Regions from separate parts of the Oryctolagus cuniculus genome. Here region 2 is linked to region 1. The links are chromatin contacts, called in public Hi-C maps. All regions are on one chromosome and are shown on one strand. Each heading gives the region's core, a stretch centred on a gene start, on an enhancer-like site or on the middle of the called end of the contact. The rest is flanking DNA. Distances are from core to core; before and after follow the strand shown. Region 1 holds the start of SLC27A5 (solute carrier family 27 member 5). Region 2 holds the start of LOC100352972 (vomeronasal type-2 receptor 26).

Region 1 (7,267 bases), core at 3,444-5,943:
CAGGGCCGGAAGCTCAGTTGGCGGCCGCCGCTAATCTCCATGGAAACACCGGAAGCGTGCTTTGTCCTAATGCGCCCCCCTGCGCCGCAGCGGCCCCGGACTTGGGTTCCGCCGGCGGAGCGGCCCGGAAGTGTGGCCTTGGCGTTGGTGAGCGGGAGGCGGCCGCTGCGGGGCCTGGTGCCTGAGGAGGAGCCGGAGGTGGGGTCGGGCGGGCATCCCCTGCTGCAGGGCCGCCGAGAAGGCCCGGCCTGCCAGGGGTGTGGCGCCCGCGCTTGCCTCGGAGGTCCTGCGGAGAACGCGAGAGGGCGCTACAGGATCGGGGCGCCGAGCGGGCCAGGGTACCGAGGCGGGAAACCCAGGTCGGCGGGGGCTGAGCGGGTGCTGCGGCAGCGGGTCGGAGGCGCTCTCGGGGTGGGGCCCGGGCGATGGCGTAGAGTACTGCACAGGGTGTCTGGAGCCAAGTGCATGGCGTGGGCGAAGCCGTGGCGACCAGTGTTGGGCGCCAGACGCGGGAGGGTCGGTCTCCAAGGTGGGCCTTTGTTCGCACGCATCCAAGAAGGCCCTGCTGTATCTGGACTGTGGGACCGGAGTCCTCCCGGGAGCAGGGCGAGGGAGGGTCAGCAGAGGAGTCCAGACTGGGGCCGTGCCCGGCGTCTGGGCCCGGAATTGAAGTCCTGCGGGAACCGGGTGGACTAGGATGGGGAAGGGCGCTGTGGGCGGAGGTCAGTCTTCGCGCATGCAAACGCTTGGCCGGTTCCAGGAATCAATTCATTGCCATGGAGGCCTCTGAGCCGAGGAGGGTCCAGACCTGTTTCGTCCGAACAGGCTCCCTCTGGCTGCTGCGTGGCGAATAGACGCCGGAGAGGACCAACACGGCGATCCAGGCCGGCGGTAGCCAGGCCACTGCAGGTGTGGGGCCTGCGGGGCAGAGGCGGGACATGAAAGAGGAAAGGTCCGGCTGGGGGCAAAGAGAAGGCGGAGCCGCAGGGACGGAGCCTGAGACCCCAGTGGATCCTGAGGGTTAAGTGGGGCCCTCGCCGGGGGCCCGGTGGAAAGTGGACCAGTCTCAGGGTGCATCCTGTGTCCTGATTCTTCTCCCTGAGACTGTGGGTACGGGCGTTCTGGGTGGAGGATGAGCCCAGTATCTCATCCCCGATCTTTATTTATATTTACTTACTTATTCAAAGACAGAGAGAGAGAGCTCCTTCATCTGCTAGCTCACTCCTCAAATGCCCATAACAGCCTGGGCTAGGCAGAAGCTAGCCGCTGTAAACGCCATCCCAGCCTCTTACAAGGAGGGGTAGGGGCGCCCAGGGACCCAGAGACTTGAGGCATCATCTGAGCCAGAGCTCAGCCCCAGGCACTCAGCTTTGAGATGTGGGTGGGGTACTTTAACTGCCACGCCCACCGCTCATCCCTGCATCCTTGTTGACAAATGGTCGCTTGCTTCATGGGTGAAGAGGCAGAGTTTCCTAGATTGCCAGCCTTCTCTGGGGGGGTTTTCCTCTGGTGCAAGACAGGACAGTGCTGGGATTACGGGGCCACAGGTTCCCAAGACGCACAGGGATGGTTCAGCCATGCCTGTGGCCTGTGCTGCTCTGCTCTTGTCCAGCCAGCCACACAGCCTTGCAAAGTCCACACGTGCCCCCTCTCCACGCAGGCCCCATGGAGATGCCAAGCAGAGCTGGTGCTGCAGGGAGCACCCCTGCCTGCCGGACTAGAGTGTGCTCCGAACCATGTATGCCTGCCAGGCTGATGCCCACCCTTCCATGTCAGTCCTTTGTCCCAAACAGCTCTGCCCAGGAGGCAGATGTGCCCCCTACCACCTGTGACAAACTCCATATACCCTAGTTAATGTACCCCTATTTTTTTTAAAAGATTTTTATTTTATTTATTTGAAAGACAGTTACAGAGAGAGGTAGAGACAGAGAAAGTCTTCCCTCTACTGGTTCAATTCCCAAATGGCAGCAACGACGGAGCTGAGCCGCCCTGAACCAGCAGCGGCGAGCTTCCTCTGGGTCTCCCACTTGGGTCATCCTCTGCTGCTTTCCCAGGCGCATTAGCAGGGAGCCAGATCGGAAGTGGACCAGCCGGGACTCGAACCGGCGCCCATTTGGGATGCCTGGATCACACAGGGTTTTAGAGGCTCTAAGCTGAGAGATGTGATGAAGAGAGACCCCTCCCCCCAAAAAGTCAGGAGCGGCAGGAGTCACAGCTAGTTGGTGGAGATGGGGACCAGTGTTCCTGCCATGAGATCTGCTCTGGGTGGGATGGGGCAGCCAGTTCTGCGTGGGGGTCCCTGGCCTCACTTGGAGTTGGGGGTGGAGGGCAAGCCCTGGGCGTCCTGTGGGGCCCTGAGCAGGACGGGGGTTGGGGATAGACCTTTAGTATTCCCACCCTCTTTTAGGGGTTTCCTCGTGGCTGTGGAGGTGGCAGGCACTGCAGAGGACTGAGTGGGGCGTGTGTGGGAGGGGTCCTGGTGTGTCCTGAGTTGCGAACGGGGGGGGGGGTTGCTGGGCAGGAGGGGAGAGGACTCTGGATCCTCTCCTGTAAGGTCCGAAGGGACGGGAACCTGGGGCGGGCAGCACTGACGTCTCCCCGCCCCACCCCTTCATCCGTGCTTCATCCGTGTAGATGGCGGCGGCAGAGGCGGTGCACCACATCCACCTGCAGAACTTCTCCCGCTCCCTGCTTGAAACGCTCAACGGCCAGAGGCTGGGCGGGCACTTCTGCGACGTGACCGTGCGCATCCGCGAGGCCTCGCTCCGCGCGCACCGCTGCGTGCTGGCCGCCGGCTCGCCCTTCTTCCAGGACAAGCTGCTGCTGGGGCACTCCGAGATACGCGTGCCGCCGGTGGTGCCCGCGCAAACGGTGCGCCAGCTCGTGGAGTTCCTGTACAGCGGCTCGCTCGTGGTGGCGCAGGGCGAGGCGCTGCAGGTGCTCACCGCGGCGTCGGTGCTCCGCATCCAGACCGTTATCGATGAATGCACGCAGATCATTGCCCGCACTCGTGCCCCGGGCGCCCCAGCGCCTGCACCCCTGCCCGCGCCCGTGCCCCCACCGCTTGCTCCGGCGCAGCTGCGCCACCGCCTGCGCCATTTGTTGGCAGCGCGCCCTCCGGGGCACCCCGGCATCGCGCACAGCCGCAAGCAGCGCCAGCCTGCACGCCTGCAGCTGCCTGCGCCTCCGGCGCCAGCCAAGGTGGAAGGACCCGACGCCGACCCCGCGCTGCCTGCAGCCCCCGACGACCGAGGGGACGATGACGAGGACGAGGAGGAGACAGACGAGGACAGTGATGGCGACGATGGCGAAGGCGGCGGGCCGGGGGAGGGCCAGGCACCCCCTTCCTTTCCGGACTGTGCTGCCGGCTTCCTCACCGCCGCCGCCGACAGAGCGCGTGAGGAGCCGCCCGCACCCACCGGGCTCGCTGACTACGGCGGCGCTGGGAGGGACTTCCTTCGAGGGGCCGCGGTGGCTGAGGGTGCGTTCCCAGAGAGCTACGTGACTGCCTGGCACGAGGAGGACAGCGCCGCTGCGGAGACCCCGGTCCCACCCGACTGCGTCCTGGCTGCACCCCATGCTCCCAGCGTGAAGACCCCAGGGCCGCCCGTGCCTCTCTTCCCCTTCCACCTGGGCGCCCCCGGGCCGCCCGCACCTACCCCTCCCACCCCATCGGGACCAGCCCCCGGCCCGCCCCCTGCTTTCTATCCCGCGCTCCAGCCAGAGGCTGCCCCCAGCGTGCAGCTCGGGGACGCCCCAGCTCAGCCTGCCGCTCCGGCTGCCGCCCCTCCAGTCACACCTGTTCGAGCTCCGGGTGCGGAGCCGCCGGCCTACGAGTGCAGCCACTGCCGGAAAACCTTCAGCTCCAGGAAGAACTACACCAAGCACATGTTCATCCACTCGGGTGAGCAGGGGCGGGAGGTGGAGGGAGCCAGGGAGCCAGGAGATGGAATTCCCCACGTGCCAGGCTTGTGGGCAAGGCAAACCCCCGAAGTGGGGTCCTCCCTTTTAGGGGGCATCTTGAGGCTGGGTTGGGGAGCAGGAACGTGCTCAGAGCCTTTGGAGAGCTGACGCTGAGTCTTGAGCCCGGGATGTGGCTGGGCTGGGGAACAGCGCCCCAGGGAGTCTCCAGGTGCCGGTGGGTCTGGTGGCGGTCAGGGGAGACCCACGTGGGCAGTCCAGATGGGCAGCGATCCCTGCTGGGAGCATGCCTGTTAGATTGGGTGGGGAGGTGCTGCCAGTCGGGGACGGTGTGGGTCTGGGAGAGGGCACCCCCATGGAGGGAGACGCACCGGGGTGTGTATGTGTGAGTTCTGTCGGGCAGGGGATCCCAGGATGGTGGGTGGTTGTGGAGGGGATGGAAGCCCCTGCCAGACACGAGTTACCTGGGAGAGCCGGGCGGTCTAACGGACGCACGCTGTCATCCGCAGGGGAGAAGCCGCACCAGTGTGCCGTGTGCTGGCGATCCTTCTCGCTACGCGACTACTTGCTCAAGCATATGGTCACGCACACTGGAGTGCGCGCCTTCCAGTGCGCGGTCTGTGCCAAGCGCTTCACGCAGAAGAGCTCCCTCAATGTGCACATGCGCACGCACCGGCCGGAGCGCGCGCCCTGCCCAGCCTGCGGCAAGGTCTTTTCCCACCGCGCGCTGCTGGAGCGCCACCTGGCTACGCATCCTGCGCCCTGACGGGGGCCCAGGGCCTGAGGATTCGGTGGGGACTGGCTGCACCCACTGCGTGGCCGGTCGCCTCGGTCCAGTGGAGCCTGGTTGCTGCAGCAGCAGCGCCTTGACCATATTCCCGCCCGTACACCACGCCCTCCCCCCAGCGCAGGCTCTCCTCCTCCCCTACCCCTTTCTCTACGCCAGACCTCGAGGTCCAGCCCACTGGATCCTCTGGGCCGTGCCGGGTCAGGGCAGGGGATGTTAGGGGCTCCCGCTTCTGAGAACTGGAGCCCCTCCCACGTGAGCTGGACGCTGAGGTCCTTGGACCTGGCCCTGGACTTGTGTGTCTGACCCCGGTCCGCACCCTGCACTAGTCGTAGTGAGGTGGAATTTGGGTTGCTTCCCTGCCCCCATGTCTGGCGAGGTGAAGTCCCCGGCTCCCCATCCCGAGCTCTACCTGTCCCTTGGGGCGCTTAAGGAGGCCCAGGTGGACCTGCCCTGGCATGGGGCCGGCCTCAGGATTCCCCTCCCTGTAATAAACAATGATGAGCCATGGGGCACGAGTGCGTGACGTTGTGTGCACTGAGATCAGCGCTGAGCTGTGATGATTGGGACTCAACGTCCCCAGCCCTGGGCAGTACCCCTGCTGCCACCCCCACCTCCCTGGGCACCACTTAGGTAAACTGAGCCTCAGTTCCGGGTACTGGGACGCGCTACGAGTGTGGCTGGCATTCAGTTCTTTTGGAGCACTTGGTCCTGTGGGAGGGGCAGAGGCCAGCTCCTGCAGAAATAGGTCTTGGAGAGAGAGACCACAAACCCGTCACCCTGTAGCCCTCTGTCGCTCACCAAGTCTGTTTCAATCTTCCAACCAGACTCTCAGAATCTGGACTTTAAAACCCCTGCCAGCCGGCGCCGCGGCTCACTAGGCTAATCCTGCGCCTAGCGGCGCCGGCACACCAGGTTCTAGTCCCGGTCGGGGCGCCGGATTCTGTCCCGGTTGCCCCTCTTCCAGGCCAGCTCTCTGCTGTGGCCAGGGAGTGCAGTGGAGGATGGCCCAGGTGCTTGGGCCCTGCACCCCATGGGAGACCAGGAGAAGCACCTGGCTCCTGGCTCCTGCCATCGGATCAGCACGGTGCGCCGGCCGCGGCGGCCATTGGAGGGTGAACCAACGGCAAAGGAAGACCTTTCTCTCTGTCTCTCTCACTGTCCACTCTGCCTGTCAAAAAAAAAAAAAACAAAAAAAAAAAAAAAAACAAAAAAAAACTTCCCCTGCCACCTGCAGATGGGCATGATGGTTGAGCAAGTTACCTTTGGAGAGCCTGCCCTGGCCATTGGTGGCCACGTTCCAGAGTAGGTGGCTTCTCAGTGAGTGACGGCTGTGCCGCCCAACCCCTGCTGTGAGCCAGTGTCACAGGGCTCCCTGACCAGCTCAGCCCTGGGGAGCCATTCTCCCCATCTGTCCCCAGCACATTCGCAACTCCTGACCCAGGTGCCCTATTCCAAGCACTTGGAGTGGACAGAGGGGACTCTAGCCTGGAGGGCTCATGGGCCAGTGGTGGCCCCTTTGAAATCTCTCTCTGACTGCCTCCCAGTGGTGAGGGGACAAGGTTTCCCAGTCCAGCTCTGCGTGTGAAGGCCAGGACTGAATCTCCATCAATGCCAAAAGTGGGGCAAAGAGAGTAGGCACGTGGGAGGGAACAGAGCTGCATTTAAATGAGCAGTGCTTGGCCCCGGGAAGGAGGTTAGACTTCTCATCACTGGGGACGAAGGGCTGTAGCCCGGTCAGGTCTCTTCCGCACATCAGGTGGGTGCAGAGGAGGGCAGAGCATCAGGCGGTGCCTGCGGCCAGGACGACCTTGTCCTGTTGCTTTCCTGTTGGACTTGCTGGAACATCTCTAAAGTCGGTCTCTCAAGTTCCTGTACAGAACGGGCACGGTTGGAGGCAGTTGCCAGCCCTGGGAGGGGGGACTGGGCGAACAGGACAGCAGGCAGGCTGGTGGTGGTGCCCAAGGAGGAGAAAGACCTCTGGAGAAAGACAGGGCTGATAAGGAAGATAAACAGCAAAACAGGAGAAGAGCTGGGGGCAGAGTTCTAGACCAGGAGACCGGAGCAGCCACTGCCAGCCGAGCCTGAGCCACCGCCTCCAGGGCGGGGTGGATGGGCTGGACATTGCGGCCAGGAGCCCTGGACAGAGATAAGCCTGTGAATTTGCAGCCATTTGTCCAGAAGAGAGCTGGGGCTATGGGTGGAAGACAGCAGCTCGCCTCTCTACTGCTGCTGTTATTTCTGCTGGGGGGCCTGGGGCAGCCCTTGTGGCCAGCAGCAATGGCTCTGGCCCTACGCTGGCTCCTGGGGGACCCCACGTGCTGCGTACTGCTTGGTCTGGCTGTGCTGGCACAACCCTGGCTCAGCCCCTGGATGCCCCACTGGCTGAGCCTTGCAGCTGCGGCCCTCATGCTGACCATGCTACCCTCACGGCCGCCCCCGGGCCTGCGCTGGCTGCCCACAGACATCGCCTACTTTGTCAGGCTCATCCACCTGGGACTGAAGATCAAGAGACGCTTGAATCGACAGCCTCCTGACACCTTGGTGGATGCCTTTGAG
Region 2 (7,267 bases), core at 2,545-5,044, 300 kb after region 1:
GAACATGCTCACATGCATTTCGTGAACAGGGCCTTGGGTCTGAGATGGGAGCTTATGGGGCACAAGGGTGGAGCAGGGCTTGGGAGCTTAGGATGACACACGGTGGGAGCTGCACATGAAGTGATAAATAAATGGGCCCAGAATGGGGAGGTACTGGTCAGGTTAGGATAAGGGAGGGCTTGGGTTGGGGCCCGTGAAGTCTGGAGTGAGGGCCAGGGAGGAGGCCCCTTTCTGGTCCATACTCACAGGGCAGGTGGGGGAATGGGGGGAGGGATGGCAATTAGGGCCCGAGGCCTCTGCATTATCCCGCAGTACCTCCTGCCATTCCTGTGGGGCCCAGTCCCCTGTCGTCCCTGGAGACTGCAGTACCCATAATGGGCACCCTCCCCCAGCCCACACCCAGCCCGCACTCACCTCCCTTGTGCTGTGCCCCGCTCCTGCTGCCTCTCCTGGGGCTAACGGCCCGAGGGGCACATGGATGGTCAGGGCATGTGTCGGACAAGCGTAAGACATCAGCAGACCACAGCTCATTCTGCAACTGACCCGGCCAGCCCAGCGGGGCTCCCTGCGGAGGTGGCGGACAGGAGGCTGCCAGAGCGGATTGGAAGCCCCCCCGGGAGTAATCCTGGACCCGAGATCCGGTCACCTTGGCAGTGGGGTCGGCGAGGGCGAGGACGCCGCATCACCGACTGCTGGGCGGTTAGACGCATGCTCCGAGCAGAATGCAGAAATTCCCCATCAACAGCGAGCTGCTTTATGAAGAAGTATGTGCCCGGTAGTATGTTTAATTTTTAAAATATGAGTGTGTTTTGTGTAAGTATGTCCCAGAATAGGGCTGCCAGATTTAGCGATTCAAAACTACAAGAAGCCCGGTTAGATTTCAATCTCAGATAAAAATGGGTTAATGGGTTTTTTTTTAGTGTGGGTGTGTTTCATATTTAGTATATTTTGAAAATGTTTAAATATAAATACATGAATAAGAGTAATTTTTACTATAACTATGTCCCATATATCTGCCCACAGAAGTATTGCCAGATTTAGTAAATAAAATTTCAGAAAGCCCAGCTAAATTTAAGTTACATAATGAATATATTTGTGATATCAGTGTGTCCCATATTGAATATTTTAAAATAATTTTTAAAAGTTTTTTTTTGAAAGAATTACAGAGAGGCAGAGGCAGAGAGAGAGATCGATCTTCCGTCTGCTGGTTCACTCCCCAAATGGCCACAATGGCTGGAGCTTTGCCGATCTGAAACCAGGAGCCAGGAGCTTCTTCCAGGACTCCCACGTGGGTTCAGGGGCCCAAGCACTTGGGCCCTCCCAGCTGCTTTCCCAGGCCACCCAGAGAGCTGGATCAGAAGTGGAGCAGCCGGGTCTCTAACCAACACCCATGTGGGATGCTGGCACTATGGGTGGCATCTTTACCTCCTACACCATAGTGCTGACTCCATAAATAATATTTTAAATTGTAGTTTACTGGGGCCAGCGCCGTGCCATAGTAGGCTAAGCCTCCACCTGTGGTGCTGGCATCCCATACAGGCACTGATTCAAGTCCCAGCTGCTCTTCTTCCTCCTATCCAGCTCTCTGCTATGGCCTGGGAAAGCAATAGAAGATGGTCCAAATGCTTGGGCCCCTGGATCCGCATGGGAGACCCAGAAGAAGCTCCTGGCTCCTGGGTTCAGACTGGCCCAGCTCCGGCTGTTGTGGCCATTTGGGGAGTGAACCAGCAGATGGAAGATCTTTTCTTTCTCTGTCTCTCTCTCTCTTTCTGTAACTGTACCTCTCAAATAAATACATGAATAAATATTTTTAAAAATATAGTTTATTATTTAAAGAAACTTCCCATTCACTAGTTTCCTCCCCAGATGCCCACCCCAAAGCCCAAAGGAGTAGATAGAACTCAACCCTGGACTGCATGTGGGCAGCAGGAGCCCAGCTCCACGAGCCATCATCACTGCCTTCCAAGGTCTGCATTAAGAGGAAGCTGGAATCGGCAGGCTGAGTAGGCTGTTGAACACAGGGACTCTGATACAGGACATGGCCATCTCGATTGGTGTCTTAGTCACTAAGCTAAATGTGTGCCACCCCCTCACCCTTTAATAATTTTATTCTGAAATTTACGTGGGGAGTGAGAAATATTCAAGGAGGCTCCAGGCTCTGGGACCCAGCTCAGGATGGCTGGAGTGCCCCATGCTGAGATGAGGCAGTAGTGAGCTATGAGCTAAGGAAGGAGATGAGGACCCGCTTTCCGAGGCCCGGGACTGAGCACTGACATCCACTGGTCAGCTGCTGATCACGTGCATCGTTCCAGACACTGAGGGTGGAAGAACCTGCCAAGGCTCTAGCCTTTTGGAAGCTCGTGATTCAGCAGGCTCACGCCAGTAGATGAAACAGAGACTTGGGCTGGCACTGTGGCACAGTGGGTTAACGCCCTGGCCTGAAGCGCTGGCATCCCATATGGGCACCGATTCTAGTCCTGGCTGCTCCTCTTCTGATCCAGCTCTCTGCTATGGCCTGGGAAAGCAGCAGAAGATGGCCCAAGTCCTTGTGCCCCTGCACCCACGTGGGAGACCCGGAAGAAGCTCCTGGCTTCGGATTGGCGCAGCTCTCGTCCATTGTGGCCACTGGGGAGTGAACCAGCAAATGGAAGGCCTCTCCCTCCCTCCCTGCCTCTGCCTCTGCCTCTGCCTCTTCTCTGTGTGTAACTCTGGCTTTCAAGTCAATAAATGAATCTTTTAAAAAAATTATTTCTCTTAGGGGCTGGTGTTGTGGTGCAGCAGGTTAAGCTAATGCTTGCAAAACCTGCATCCATTTTGGAGTGTGTGTTCAAGTCCACTGATTGTTTCCTTCTAATCCAGCATCTTACTAATGTGCCTGAGAAGGCAGCAGTGTATGGCCACCTACTTGCATCCCTCCACCCGTGTGGGAGAATGCAGTTCCTGGCTCTTGACCTGGCCCAGCCCCAGCTATTATAGCAAGTTAAGGGATGAACTTGTAGATGGAAGATCTTTCCATATCTCTTCTCTGTCACTCTGCCTTTCAAATAAATAAATCTTAAAGAAATGTAAAAGGATTTCTCTTCAAAGGAATACCTCATATGGTCACCTAACACTCAAAAATCAATCCAAACGGATATAGGGCATAGAACCAAAAGCAAAAATCATTTGTGCTTTAGTAAGAAACAGTTGAGAATAGTTCACCGTTGGGAGTGGGGATGGATTACTTAAATGTTACACAAAATTGCTCATTAATACCACTTTTTTAATTCTTAGAAATAATGCTGGTATAACAGTGTGTCTGTGGAGCCTGTACCAAGGAGTGGAACTGGTAGGTCATGTGGTGACTCTGATTAACATTTTGAACATCTGGTGGACTGTTTTAAAAATGGCTGTACTGTCTACATTCCAACCAGCAATAAACAGGGTTCCAGTTCCTTTATATCCACATGAACCTTGTCATTTTCGTTTCACAAAACATTTTAAAGAAATGTTTATTATAGCTGTCCTAGTAGGTGTGAACAGGTGTTTATTTCACTGTGGTTTTCATTTACAAATCCTTGATGGAAATGATATTGAGCAGTTTTTTCTGTTTGCAGAGAGCTATAGCCTCACCTCATGGGGGTGTGGAGCACCAACTCCTGCTCAGCAGTGAGAGCTGGGTCAGCCCAGCCTCCCTGACTGCAGGACCCACAGGCTCAGCCTGCCTAACCTTCAAGCTGCCTCCTGGGGCTGAACTTGCCTTTTCTCTGCCTGGGACCCTCCAGTAGGTGGCCCTGGTGTAGGAAGTGTTGGCCATGGTCACCTGTAGCTCTGGGGACATCGCACTTGTGCACATGTTGCTGGGTGAGGCATCAGGAGGGGAGGGTGGTGGTCAGGAGGTTCTTTGCTTCTTGAACTCTCCTGGGGCCTCTTTCCGAAGCAGCAACCTGGTGACCCAGGGCACAGCTGCCCCTGGGCTTCCTAAGTCCCTGAGGGTGCAGTACGGGCTCCTCAGTCCCCCTCAAAGCTATTATGCTTAACTTGAGGGAGGGGATTGAGGGGTCACAGAGGGATGGAAATAAAACTTTTAATGGCCTTGGGACTTGGTGGCCTCCCAGTCCCAGGTAAGCATTGTTGTTCTCTCTCTGGCCTGCATGCCTAGGGTTCCAAGTGTGTCCCCAGCCCCCAGGTCCCTGATCAAGGGAGACTTCCAGATAAAGCCCCTGTGGCTGTCAGGCTCAGTCTGATGAAGGGGCTTTGTCACCAGCTGTTGAGCCCCCTTCCAGGCATGTGGCTGTGCTCCCTGCTCCCTGCCCTCATGGGATCTCTCTTGGGGGCTGTTCTTTCTGGGCCAACAGGCTGGCGGTTGCCAGGGAAAAGCCCCCGCTTCGACCGTCCTGGAGATGTGGTGGTTGGGGGTAGCTTCTCCATCTTTCCCTTTGATAACATCACCCTGTTTGATTTCACTGCTCCACCAGCTGGCTTGCCGTCTTCAGCGTAAGTGCCCAGCAGGGTGGTGGGGAGCCCCTGAAGGCCAAGGGCAGTGGCTGGGCCAGGGTCGGTCCCATCTGTATGAATGCTGGTCAGCCTGTGTCCCAGGTCCTGCCTCAGCACCTCTGTCCAGCTTTGTTTTCTTGTCTGTATCTGTGTTTGAAATGAGGGTCGCTTGTTTCTCATTGACTGAAACATGAACCCTACAGGCAGGCAGGGGTTCTTGTCTCTTGTCCACTGCCATCTCTCTGTGTTTAGAACAGTGCCAGATGCATGGCAGGAGTGTTTGCTCAATGAATACATGTTGTGGAATGAACAGGTCTCCTTATGAATTGACCAGGCCCTGGGGTTCATCTCTGCCTGTGTGTACATCTTCCAGTTCCGTCCTGAGTTTCCCAATGTGATCTTGAAGACAGGAGTTCTAGACATAGTCCTTTTGGTTATATTTTAAAATAAATATGTTTAGCTTTATTTAAAAAATTTCAAAAAGGCTTTTCAAAGAATGCACCATTTTGCATTCTCACCAGAAATGCATGAGACTTTGAGTCGTTCCAGACTCTTGGCATCACTTGACATTGTCAGGTTATTTTAAAAATTGATGAACAATGATTGTGCATGTTTATGGAGCACGGTGTGATGCGTTAGTATATTTACACATTGTGGAATTGTTAAATCACACTGATGAGCATATCTGTCATTTCATATACTTATCATTTTTTGTGATGTGAACATGTAGCATGCATCCTCAGCAATTTTATAACTCTACTCATCGTGCTGTGCAATAGATCTTGAAACTTCTTCCTTCTAACTGGAAGTGCACTTTCTTCTCTTTGACCAACATCTCTCATTCTCCTTGTCCCCTTTTGGCTATCCTGAATTATGTTCTATGTATGTGCATGAGGGGTTGTATGTTGGCACTGCTCTTTTTTTTTTTTTGCCTTTTCAAATTTTTTATTTGTATACATATTTTGTATTAAAAAGAAAAGCATAATTACCACAAATTACAAAGGACTAAAGCAGGCCTAGAACAATGAATGAACCACTTCAGCCTGGAAAGCATACTCTCAATAATATTCATGTTATGATACAAGCTCATTCAAGTAGGTTTTTTTTTTTTTTGTCCTTTCAAATGTGATAACCTAACACATGGTAAAGAGAATGTTCTGTGAGCATAAGGTGGAACCTTCTCTGCAAAGCCAGATGACAAGTTTTCCTCTCCGGTGAGAAGTGGGCTGTAAGTTCTTCTCTGCCATCAGCGTGGCTGGAGGAGGAGCGGACAGGGCTGGGGAGAACCCAGGGATCCTTCCACTCTGGAGATAGTTTAGGGCCCCCAGGGAGCCGGGTCTGCCTACTCGAGTAGGCTTATGGGACACTGCTCTTGAGAATGTGCACACCTAGAAATCGCTCACTGCAATCTTTCTGCTCCCTGCACCCAGAGCAAAGGTTAACTGGCTTCTCTCTCCCTCAGCGTTTCCAGGTGGGGCTACCGTGTGGCCCAGGGTTTTGTCTTTGCCATTGAAGAGATCAACAGGGACACCCACCTGCTGCCCAACCTCACGCTGGGCTTCTCCATCCGCAACTCTGGGGACTCAGTGCATGGAGCCCTCCACGAGACACTGGGCTTTCTCACTGGCCAGGAGGAGCCGATCCCCAACTACGCGTGTGGATTCAGCCCTCCCCAGGCTGCCCTGATTGGAGATACGCGGTCAGCTCTGTCAGTCTCCATGGCCAGGCTGCTGGGGCTCTATAAATTTCCCCAGGTGAGTTACCCCAAAGCCCTTCCCCTCGCTGGCAAAAGTGATGGTAACAATGAGGACAGTGGTGGAGCGGTGGAAGCAGTGCCGCGGTGGAGGCAGTGCCACTGCGGGGCAGGCTCCTTGCCGATGCCGATTTCGATGCCATTGTCCTCTTAGGGCAGGACAGCCAGAAGCTATTCTGCGAGAACTGTAATCCCCACTGCATTGAGGAAGAGACTGAGATTTAGAGAAAAATTAACAGTGGACCCAAGCTTACCCAGCCACGACATGCATTAGCCAGGATTTAAATCCAGGCCATGGGCTCGTGCTACCAGCCTCACGCTGCCAGACTGGTGTCCTGAATATCAGGTCTCAGTGTGGTTTCCATAACAGGAGCCGTGTCTGAGGGCTTTTTCTTTTTGGCTTCTATTTTTAACAGGTTGACATTTAACTCATGTACCATAAAATTTACCCAATGACTTTTGATATGTTCAGAGTTATACAATCATCACCACAATCAATTTGAGAACAAACTCCAACCTAGTACCTACCATTTGCCATGACCCCATACTCCAAGGCAACCACTCGCCTATACGCTGCCTCTGTAGATTTGTCTTTTATGTAATTTCTTACCCATGGAGTCACACAACATGTATTTCGTGACTGTTCTTTCACTGAGCTGTGTGTGTCAGTACTCCATTTCTTTTTATCAGTAATTAGTATTCTCTGGTATGTTTATTTATTCATCTATTCACAGATGTTTGAACTCTTTTCTCTTTTTGACCCTGGGTAATAGTGTGATTATAAACATTCATGTGTAGATCTTTGTGGCCATTGATGTTAACATTTCTCTTGGGGATATTGGTAGAACTGGTCAAATGATAACTCGATGTTTAACTCTTTGAGAAACTGCCAGAGTGTTTTCCAAAGTGGCTTTCCCATTTGAAATTCCTACCAGCATTGTATGAGGATTCTAATTTAAACCCACTCATTTTTTACTGTGAAACCTATAAACTTGGGTCAATTCCTCTCTGTTTGAATGCCTTACGCTTGCTAAATTT

Evidence for each region. Hi-C and Micro-C count contacts between places; a contact is called where the count stands out from the background.
Region 2: a Hi-C map of an unstated tissue shows a contact between it and region 1, with 5 times the contacts expected there. The contact joins the promoter of LOC100352972 here to the promoter of SLC27A5 in region 1. A contact is called at or near these places in 2 of 6 Hi-C or Micro-C datasets (ear pinna and an unstated tissue).

What each region holds. Positions count from the first base shown.
Region 1 is chr18:122,707-129,973 of mOryCun1.1, forward strand. It overlaps SLC27A5 (solute carrier family 27 member 5), which reads left to right and starts at 4,694. Exons shown (of 10, transcript XM_008249029.4): 1 at 4,694-7,267. The coding sequence starts at 6,821. It overlaps ZBTB45 (zinc finger and BTB domain containing 45), which reads left to right and starts at 116. Exons shown (of 3, transcript XM_051835292.2): 1 at 116-198; 2 at 2,635-3,904; 3 at 4,431-5,223. The coding sequence starts at 2,635. The coding sequence ends at 4,687. LOC127488014 (a long non-coding RNA gene) reads right to left here and starts at 29. Exons shown (of 3, transcript XR_011384287.1): 1 at 1-29.
Region 2 is chr18:427,194-434,460 of mOryCun1.1, forward strand. It overlaps LOC100352972 (vomeronasal type-2 receptor 26), which reads left to right and starts at 3,795. Exons shown (of 6, transcript XM_070063317.1): 1 at 3,795-3,843; 2 at 4,338-4,476; 3 at 5,939-6,230. The coding sequence starts at 3,795.